Regions from separate parts of the Rattus norvegicus genome. Here region 2 is linked to region 1. The links are chromatin contacts, called in public Hi-C maps. All regions are on one chromosome and are shown on one strand. The core of a region is the stretch at or near the end of the contact, and the rest is flanking DNA. Distances in the headings are between cores, read along the strand shown.

Region 1 (4,062 bases), core at 219-2,718:
CCCCCTTTTAAAGAAGGAGTGAAGCATTTTGATCATCCTTGAGTTTTTCATGTGTTCTATGCATCTAAGGTAATTCAAGCATTTGGGCTAATAGCCACTAATCAATGAGTGCACACCACGTGTGTTTTTCTGTGATTGGGTTACCTCACTCAGGATGATATTTTCCAGTTCCATCTATAAAAATAAATCTTAAACAAACAAAAAACCCCAAACACACAAAGAAAAAGGATGTCAGTGTCAAAATGCAAAGAAGTCCTGTAATTTTGGATCAGTTTTAGCTCATGTCACAGCCACTCAGTGTGTTAAAAGAGCAAGGAAAAATAGAAAGTAATACTTAAAACCCTCCAGATGATATTGAGGGAGACACTAAGGTCCTGCAGAAAAAGGTGGTTAGGGCTCACTGCAGAGAGAAATTGGCTTGGTTGCCTTGGGTCAGATCTGGTCCCTAGTCACTAGACAAACAGAATATAATTTTCCAAACCATAAGAATAGTAGCTAATACAAAGGGAAGTGGTTATGAGGACTAGGTAGAATTCATAGCATTAAGTCATGAGTAAGACAAGACTGATGGCTGCCCACCCAGAAGAAATGTGGTACTACTGAAGATGCTGTTGAAAACAGGAGCTAGAGAGGCATCCCCTGAACACAGCCTGGGCCAGGGCACCCTAGGCTGCTGGGTAGAACAAGGATCGGGGGGCAGGCTCACTGTATTGGCAGCCCCCTAGAACTGTTGATCTAATAAAAGGGTGTGGGAAACAAAATTCCAGGAAAGTGTGTGTCTTCACATTGTCTGAGACCCTGGGCCATGTGACCCCCACTTTAATGAAGAGGCAGAGAAAGCACACAACAGACCACTGTAGAGAAATCTTTACCGTGTGCACCTCGTGATAGACAGAGTCTAGAGCATTGGTTCTCAACCTTCCCCACGGGTTTCATATCAGACATCCTGCATAGCAGATATTTCCATTGTGATTCATAGCAGTGGCAAAATTAGAGTTATGGCGTAGCAATGAAATAATTTTGCGATTGGGGATCAGCGCAGCTGGAAGAACTGTATTAAGAATATACATTATAATATAATATAATGTCACAGCATAGGAAGGTTGAGAATCACTACTTTAGATGGAATTCGGGAGCCTAGTGAAAGCACCCCAAGGGACCTTCCATCTTGAAGCATCTGTCTGGAGTCCTCTACTGATAAACGTTAGTGTTACTAGCTGCCAAAGGAAGGCTCTGGTCACATTGAACAGGGGCGCATCTGAAGCTGAGAGGCGGGAAGTCGCTACTCCCACAACATGCTGTGCTTATGGACCCCTCATTTCAGTTATCCATTAGACGGGAGAGAACTGTCACAAAACAGAGTGTCTTGTAAATGGCGACCTTCCCATGAGTCTGTAGGCCAATGGAGTTGAGCTGTGAGTAATGTGATGTCACTCCGAGGACTGAGTTTAGTCACTCAACTGGGCTAGTTCAGAGATTGTTTGCATGCGTGGTGTCTTCAAGATGGCTGGAAGGCTGGGTTGTGTAGTGATGTACTCCCCCACATCCAGTCTCCACCTCTCTACCCTCCCCTCCTTCTCTACCCTGTCTCCCTTCCTTCACCACTTTGGCTTACTCTCCATGAAATATGGTACTTATTTACCTCTATGTACGTTTTCATCTGGGTTGTCTACACAACCTCTTCCGTACAGACTTCTTAAATCATGGCTTACACTTTCCAAAAGCCCCAAAGCAGATGTTTGCAGGCTTTCTCCAAGGCCTACCCCAAGAATCAGCACGTCACTCCTGCTGAACGCTAATGGCTGACGTGAGCCCCAGGTGAAGGCCAGATTTAGTGTGTTAGGGAACTACAAAGCAGGCACACACCCAGGGAGGCCAGCTAGGTTGGCCTGTCTATGAATGTCAAGCTTAGCCATCTGTTTCCTATAAAATGGAATCAATATTGCCTGACTCACAATCATCACCATTTTAAAATAATAACCACCTAGCAGCAACATTTTTATAGAGATTAAAAAGGACATGAGGAACGCCCCTTCCCCCTCCCTCCCCACCCTTTTGGCTCTCGGGAGTTATTGAAAACTTCCTTTCATGTGCATCTATTCATGCCTTGGCCACTAGGTGGCACACTGGTTAAACATTATCTTCATTCACCTCCAGGGATTGCTGCCGGAAAATGCCAAGTTTACATCTTGAAGGAAACATCAGTTCCTTTCACTTTCAAATAATAATTTTGCTAGACTGAATGTGTCTAGCAAATTCTCTTCTAATAATTTATGTGGCTCTATAGGAAATGAGTTAGATATAACGAATTTCCCATCAGTGCAGATGTGTAAGTAGAAGCTGGCCAATCATTTGGCACAAGAAAATTGCTAATAGAAATATTTTAACTCTACCTCCATATCTATTTTCTGTAAATAGTGGAATTACCTTTTTTCAGACTACACATGTCCACTATCTTCATCTGCTTTTGTGCTGACGTCACGGAGCTGAGTGGCTGGCCCAGAACCCGCTGAGGTTCTCCCACTTTATCTACAGAACCCAAAGCACGAACTCTCCAGCTCTTTACAGAGACAATTTGCAGGCCTCTGGGCTAACGTGCAAACTTAGAACCAACTCTTGCTAACTGCCCTATTAAGGCCCCTTATTTGGTTTGGTCTAGGATCCAACCCAGTTGCTTAACTTCTGTTGTCTGAGAAGTTGATCTTCCTTTCCCTTATAACTTTGAGACCATTACGTGAGTCAAGTCAACAAACTTCTGGATTATAGAAGCAGCATGCACGGTGCTGGCCATTGCTGTTGCTCCTGTCCTGGTTTTACTTTTCATTTAAATATATGCATATCTTTCAAGAAGCAATACATAAGATCATTACAAAGTTTAGATACTACGAATGCAAAAGAGAAAGCTGTGAAACGTACATTGAATTCCCAATTCCTGCAGAGGTAACTGCTCAATATGTTGCAAGCAGCTCCACGGGGCTGCAAAGTTGCGTGGGCTTTGCAGACTGTTACAATACAATGACACGCAATTACGAAGATATTTTTGTGTTTGTGTATAGAATAGATTCCCCAGAGCTAAACGTCAGAGGATGTACCTTTAGTTTTTGAAAACTGTCATTTGCATTCTCCTCAGTTTATTCCCCTTGCTCTCTCAGTAGTAACAAACAAGACAGCTATTTTATGCAAATGTGATAAGGGGGGGATGCGCGCATGTGTGCGTGTGTGTGTGTGCGCGTGCGCGCGCGTGTGGGGTGTTTGCGCGAGTGTGCACGTGCACGTGCGTGTGTGTGTGTGTGCGCATGTGGGGTGTGTGTGTGTGTGTGTGCGTGCGTGCGTGCGTGTGTGTGTTTTCTCAGGGACTATATGAAGTGCTTGATTACTGTGGTATATTGTGTTGGGTTTGAGATTCAAACAGCAGAGGTGCATATTTAATATACCAAAGTGGACCTGGCCTCCAGGTTCACCCAGCATCCCTCAATCCCTACTTAGCAACCAACACCCTCTACCCTGAACTTCCCAGCCCAGGGGCTGGCTTTGCCTCCCCAAGAGGCTCTTTCATATATAATACAGACATTTTAGTCCCCATCTTCGCTGCTGCTGCTTCTTCGTCTTCTTCGTCGTCGTCTTCTTCTTCTTCTTCTTCTTCTTCTTCTTCTTCTTCTTCTTCTTCTTCTTCTTCTTCTTCTTCTTCTTTTCTTCTCCTTCTTCTTCTTTTCTTTTCTTCTTCTTCTTTTCTTCTTTTCTTCTTCTCTTCCTCCTCCTCCTCCTCTTCCTTTCCTTCTACTCCTCCTTCTTCCCCCCTCTCAATCTCTCTCCTCCCTCACCTCCACCACTCCACTCTCCTCCTCTCTTCACCTTGTCCTCCTCCCCTCTGTCTCCTCATGGATACCTCCCTGGCCTTGCTCCTTGGGACTAGTGAGCAGAGAGTAGTTTCCCAATAAACCTGTCTTTCTATAAACTTTAATCTGGCTTGAATTGGTTCATGTCACCAACAGAGAAGTAATTTATCATATTGAAAGGCCACATGTAAGATTATTATTTTATGGGCTTGAAGAACTGTAATTT
Region 2 (3,825 bases), core at 1,189-3,688, 400 kb after region 1:
ACAGACACACACAGAGAGACATACAGACACAGACAGACAGACAGACACACAGAGACATACAGACACAGACAGACAGACAGACAGACACACACACACAGAGAGAGAGAGAGAGAGAGAGAGAGAGAGAGAGAGAGAGAGAGAGAGAGAACAAAGTGCTTTGCTGGCTGGCTTTGCCTTGGGCATGTCTAAAGTCCTTACTTTTCAGACACACAGTTTACCAGCTCCCACCTCTATGTTTTCTCTCCAGCCACAGCACTTGATTCAATTTATTACCTCTGCACATGCTGTTCTTGAAGTTGAAAATCGGTCTTCTTTGTACTTCAGAAAACTCCTTCCTGTTTTTGGTTTTGAGACGTGGTCTCACTATGTAGTACAGGCTAGCCTCAAACTCCTGTTTTTCCTGCCTCAGTCTCCTGGTTGCTGGGATTATAGGAATACACCATCACACCAAGATGAAAATCTTATAGTTCAGTGCCCAGAACGTAACCTCTCTGCTAAATTGTCTGCTTCAGTCAATCCATTGCTTCCCCGAAGGCTCACAGGGTTCCTTCTGGTTCCTCCCCTTTTCTCATATTGTGTAATTATTCTCCCATCTTGTCCTAAACCCCCAACTTCTGCAGAGCAGGGAAACTCTGGCCACCTTCATGATTAATCTCCACTTAACCTTAATTTGTTAACCCCTTATATTCAAGTTTCCATTTGCTGACTCTGGGTCCCTCAGGTCTGTGGTAGGAGGCTGACACTTAATAACTTTTTCCTAACTTTTCCTCCTTTATGATGAGATTCTGACATCCAGGCACCATCTTTGTTATGGTTCCTTATCCTACCAGGTCTTTCTCTTGACCAGAGTCCACCTTTAATGTTGTTTACTCTGCTTCCTGCAAGACTGTCTCCTCTATAAAAATAGCATGTCACCCTAATGACCCCTCTAAGAAAACAATTATTTATTTTGTATATATCTCCTGCTCAGTGAATTTACGTGGTCTAATCCTTTGTGCTAACAAGTAAAAGTTCTTCAAATATTAATAACAAAAACTAATACGGTACATCTAAAATTTACATGTCTGAGAGATTAGCGTTCTGAGCTCCTTGGAGAGAATGCCCTATTGGAGTCTTAAAGCCAGTCTGCCCACACTTTAGGGGAACAGTAAATGACTCTTTTCAACTCTCCAGGTTTCTATTGCTTTCCTATCATTCTGGACTGTAAATTTTGTAACTTAAAAAAAAAATCCTTGGAGAGGAAAAAGCAATTTTATCAGCAGAAAGGCATAGTCACTTTGAAATATCACTGGCAAGCTCCAAATGATGCCTAGGCTGATGAAGGTGTTTAAAACCTGTCCACAGAGAGTGAAAATTGGCTGGTCCCATGCTTCTTGGTCTTTCTAGTTCAGCGTTGTTCCCCATGCCTCATACCGTGCTTGATTCATGACTGGAGATCAAACATTTAGTGAGGTAAGTAAGAGAATGAGATCAGTATGGTTGTTTGAGGGAATGCCATTGCCTCAGTTTACTGGAACAAGTAGAAAAGACTATGGGTAGTTTCCTGAGCCCTCAGATTTGCCCAAAGCACCAGATGTATCCATTTAATAGGCAGGCAAGATGTTCGGCTCTACCGGCTAGAGGACTGTGAGCGTCAGAAGCTGTTCCTAGAACTCTGGGCTATGAAAATGCTATCTGGTCTCTCCATGTCTCTACTGCAGCTGCAGTTTTCTGTTGTGGCTTTACTGGAATAAAGGACTGTGTTAGCCATGGCTGTCCTCTCATCTGCTTTTTATCAACACAGGACAAGTTTCCTGTATTTGTTGGTGATGCGGAAATGACACAGCTGACATTAGCACAGAAGAGTGACTCAAAGTTACACTGTATCCCTCCTCTGCCCACCAACTCTTCCCGGTGTTATAACTTTGTGCTTTAAATGACACTGGGTTACTTTCTTTCCTTTCTTTTTCTTCTTTAGGATTTATTTTTTAATTTTAAGTTCCCATATGCATGTGCCCATGAGTGGAAGTGTCTGAGGAGGTCAGCAGGGGTGTAGGATCCTCTGGAATTGGAGTCACAGGCAGCTATGGGCTGCCTGACATGGGTACGGGGAGCTGAACTTGGGTGCTCTGCAAGAGGATGCAATCTTAATGGCCAAGCCATTTCTCCGGCCGGAAGCACTGACTTTTAAAAAGACCCACTTTATTTTCTGTCTGAGCTCATGGTCATTTGCATGGTAGCCAAGGCCAGATAATCTTGATCTATTGTGTGTCTTCGGTTTTCCAAAAACTTTGTTCCTTCTGCCGTTAGAGTCTGGAGAACTGACAAATGATGGTGTTGGGCCAGAGAAGGGAGAAAAGAGCCTTAAATCACCGAAATGTGGTGCGCTCTGTACAAGCTCAGCACGAACTGAAGGGGGGGAAGACTGAGAATAAGATTGGCTTCTTCAGGCTGGAACTGGATTGGCAGTGAGCGATACAGATGGATTCACGGGTTGAAGTCATTTTCTACTTCGGCCCCTGCTCAGTCTGTGGGGAACGGTGGAATCAGGAGTTAGCTGCAGGGTTTTGGGAGCAGGCCAGCATCTACATCTGTTCTCAACTGTAAGTGAACTGGAAAAACACTTTGAGGAAAAGCCAGTGAAGAGAGCACAGAATCTCTACTCCCGGAAAGGCCAGGGAAGAGGGGCTGATCCACCGTAAAGAGCTGAATTTAGAGGCCAACCTTTATGCAAATAAAACGTGGACGATTCTTCTGTCTGTGAAGAGTCAGTCTCGTTTCTGACAATATATGGGTCAGAATTGACAGTACACCACAGCCATGTTAACAGCAGGGGTCCTTGCTCCTAAGAATAAGCCCTGACCTTGGAGGAGGAGGTTGGAGGAAGGAAAGCTGAAGGCCAGCCTGACAGAGGTTGTGAGAGCTTGTCTAAAACACAGAAGATAAGGTAGCCAGGTAGGATTAAAGCCTTATACCTCCCACTATTTCTGGGTAGTCTGGGGCTCAACTTGAGTACTTTGATAACTCTAGATGCCCGACGCATTTTAGTGAATTTCATACAGGATTTTTTTGTCTCCCAACACATGGCTATTGTTGTAGGAACACTAGTAGTAATGGTTTGTCTTTTTTGCTTTTGATATGAAGAGGTTCTCTATCAGAGAAATGTCATGGCTAGCATGAGTTGGAGCAAGCTTTATTTATAGGAAGTAGTTTGGCAACACACGGGCCTGGGTTCAAATTCCAACTCTGTCATTTCCTGGCAGGCAAGCTGCTGTCTGACCTGCAGTGGCTTCACCTGAGATGGGGATCATAATATATGACTAACCAGGCTATTGGGAGGACTGCATGGATCCCTAGGCACCTAAATCAACCAGAAAAACATCAGCTCCCTCGCTCTCTCCTTAGTTCCATTTCTCCTTATCATCGTTATTATTTTTACTTAATTTTTTTTTTAGTTTTACTTATTATTTTTTTGTGGAAATGGGAATTTGACTCAGGACTTTGTGCAAGCACTCTGCCTCTGTGGATTTGGCCCTCTTTTTACTTTTATTTTGCAACAGCATTTCCTTGTATTATCCACTGCCTCTTGAACTTAGTCTGTAGCTCCTACTCTCATAAACCTACACTACCAAGTCCTATTTTTTTATTGATACAAATAATGATACTTATTAATGCATTTTAACTTGATACATACATTCATATAGAAATGATACAATCAGGGTAATTAGCATATATGTTGCTGTAAATAGGTTTACTTTCTTTCTTCTAAAGAATTATTTATTTATTTTATGTATGTGAGTACCCTGTATCTTTCTTCAGACACACCAGAAGAGGGGGCATCAGACC

What was found. A called contact is a pair of places that touch in the nucleus more often than the background predicts.
Region 2: a Hi-C map of the Rat2 cell line shows a contact between it and region 1, with 13 times the contacts expected there. The contact joins two enhancer-like sites. A contact is called at or near these places in 10 of 12 Hi-C or Micro-C datasets (the Rat2 cell line, Schwann cells, frontal cortex and 6 more).

Annotation. Positions count from the first base shown.
Region 1 is chr1:228,308,628-228,312,689 of GRCr8, forward strand. No RefSeq gene overlaps it. Among named protein-coding and RNA genes, the nearest start is that of Gda, 98 kb to the right of the region's middle. Within about 2 kb of position 1,469, at least 4 of the 93 cell types and tissues checked have an H3K27ac peak or open chromatin away from gene starts, as enhancers often do.
Region 2 is chr1:228,705,168-228,708,992 of GRCr8, forward strand. No RefSeq gene overlaps it. Among named protein-coding and RNA genes, the nearest start is that of Cemip2, 65 kb to the right of the region's middle. Within about 2 kb of position 2,439, at least 16 of the 93 cell types and tissues checked have an H3K27ac peak or open chromatin away from gene starts, as enhancers often do.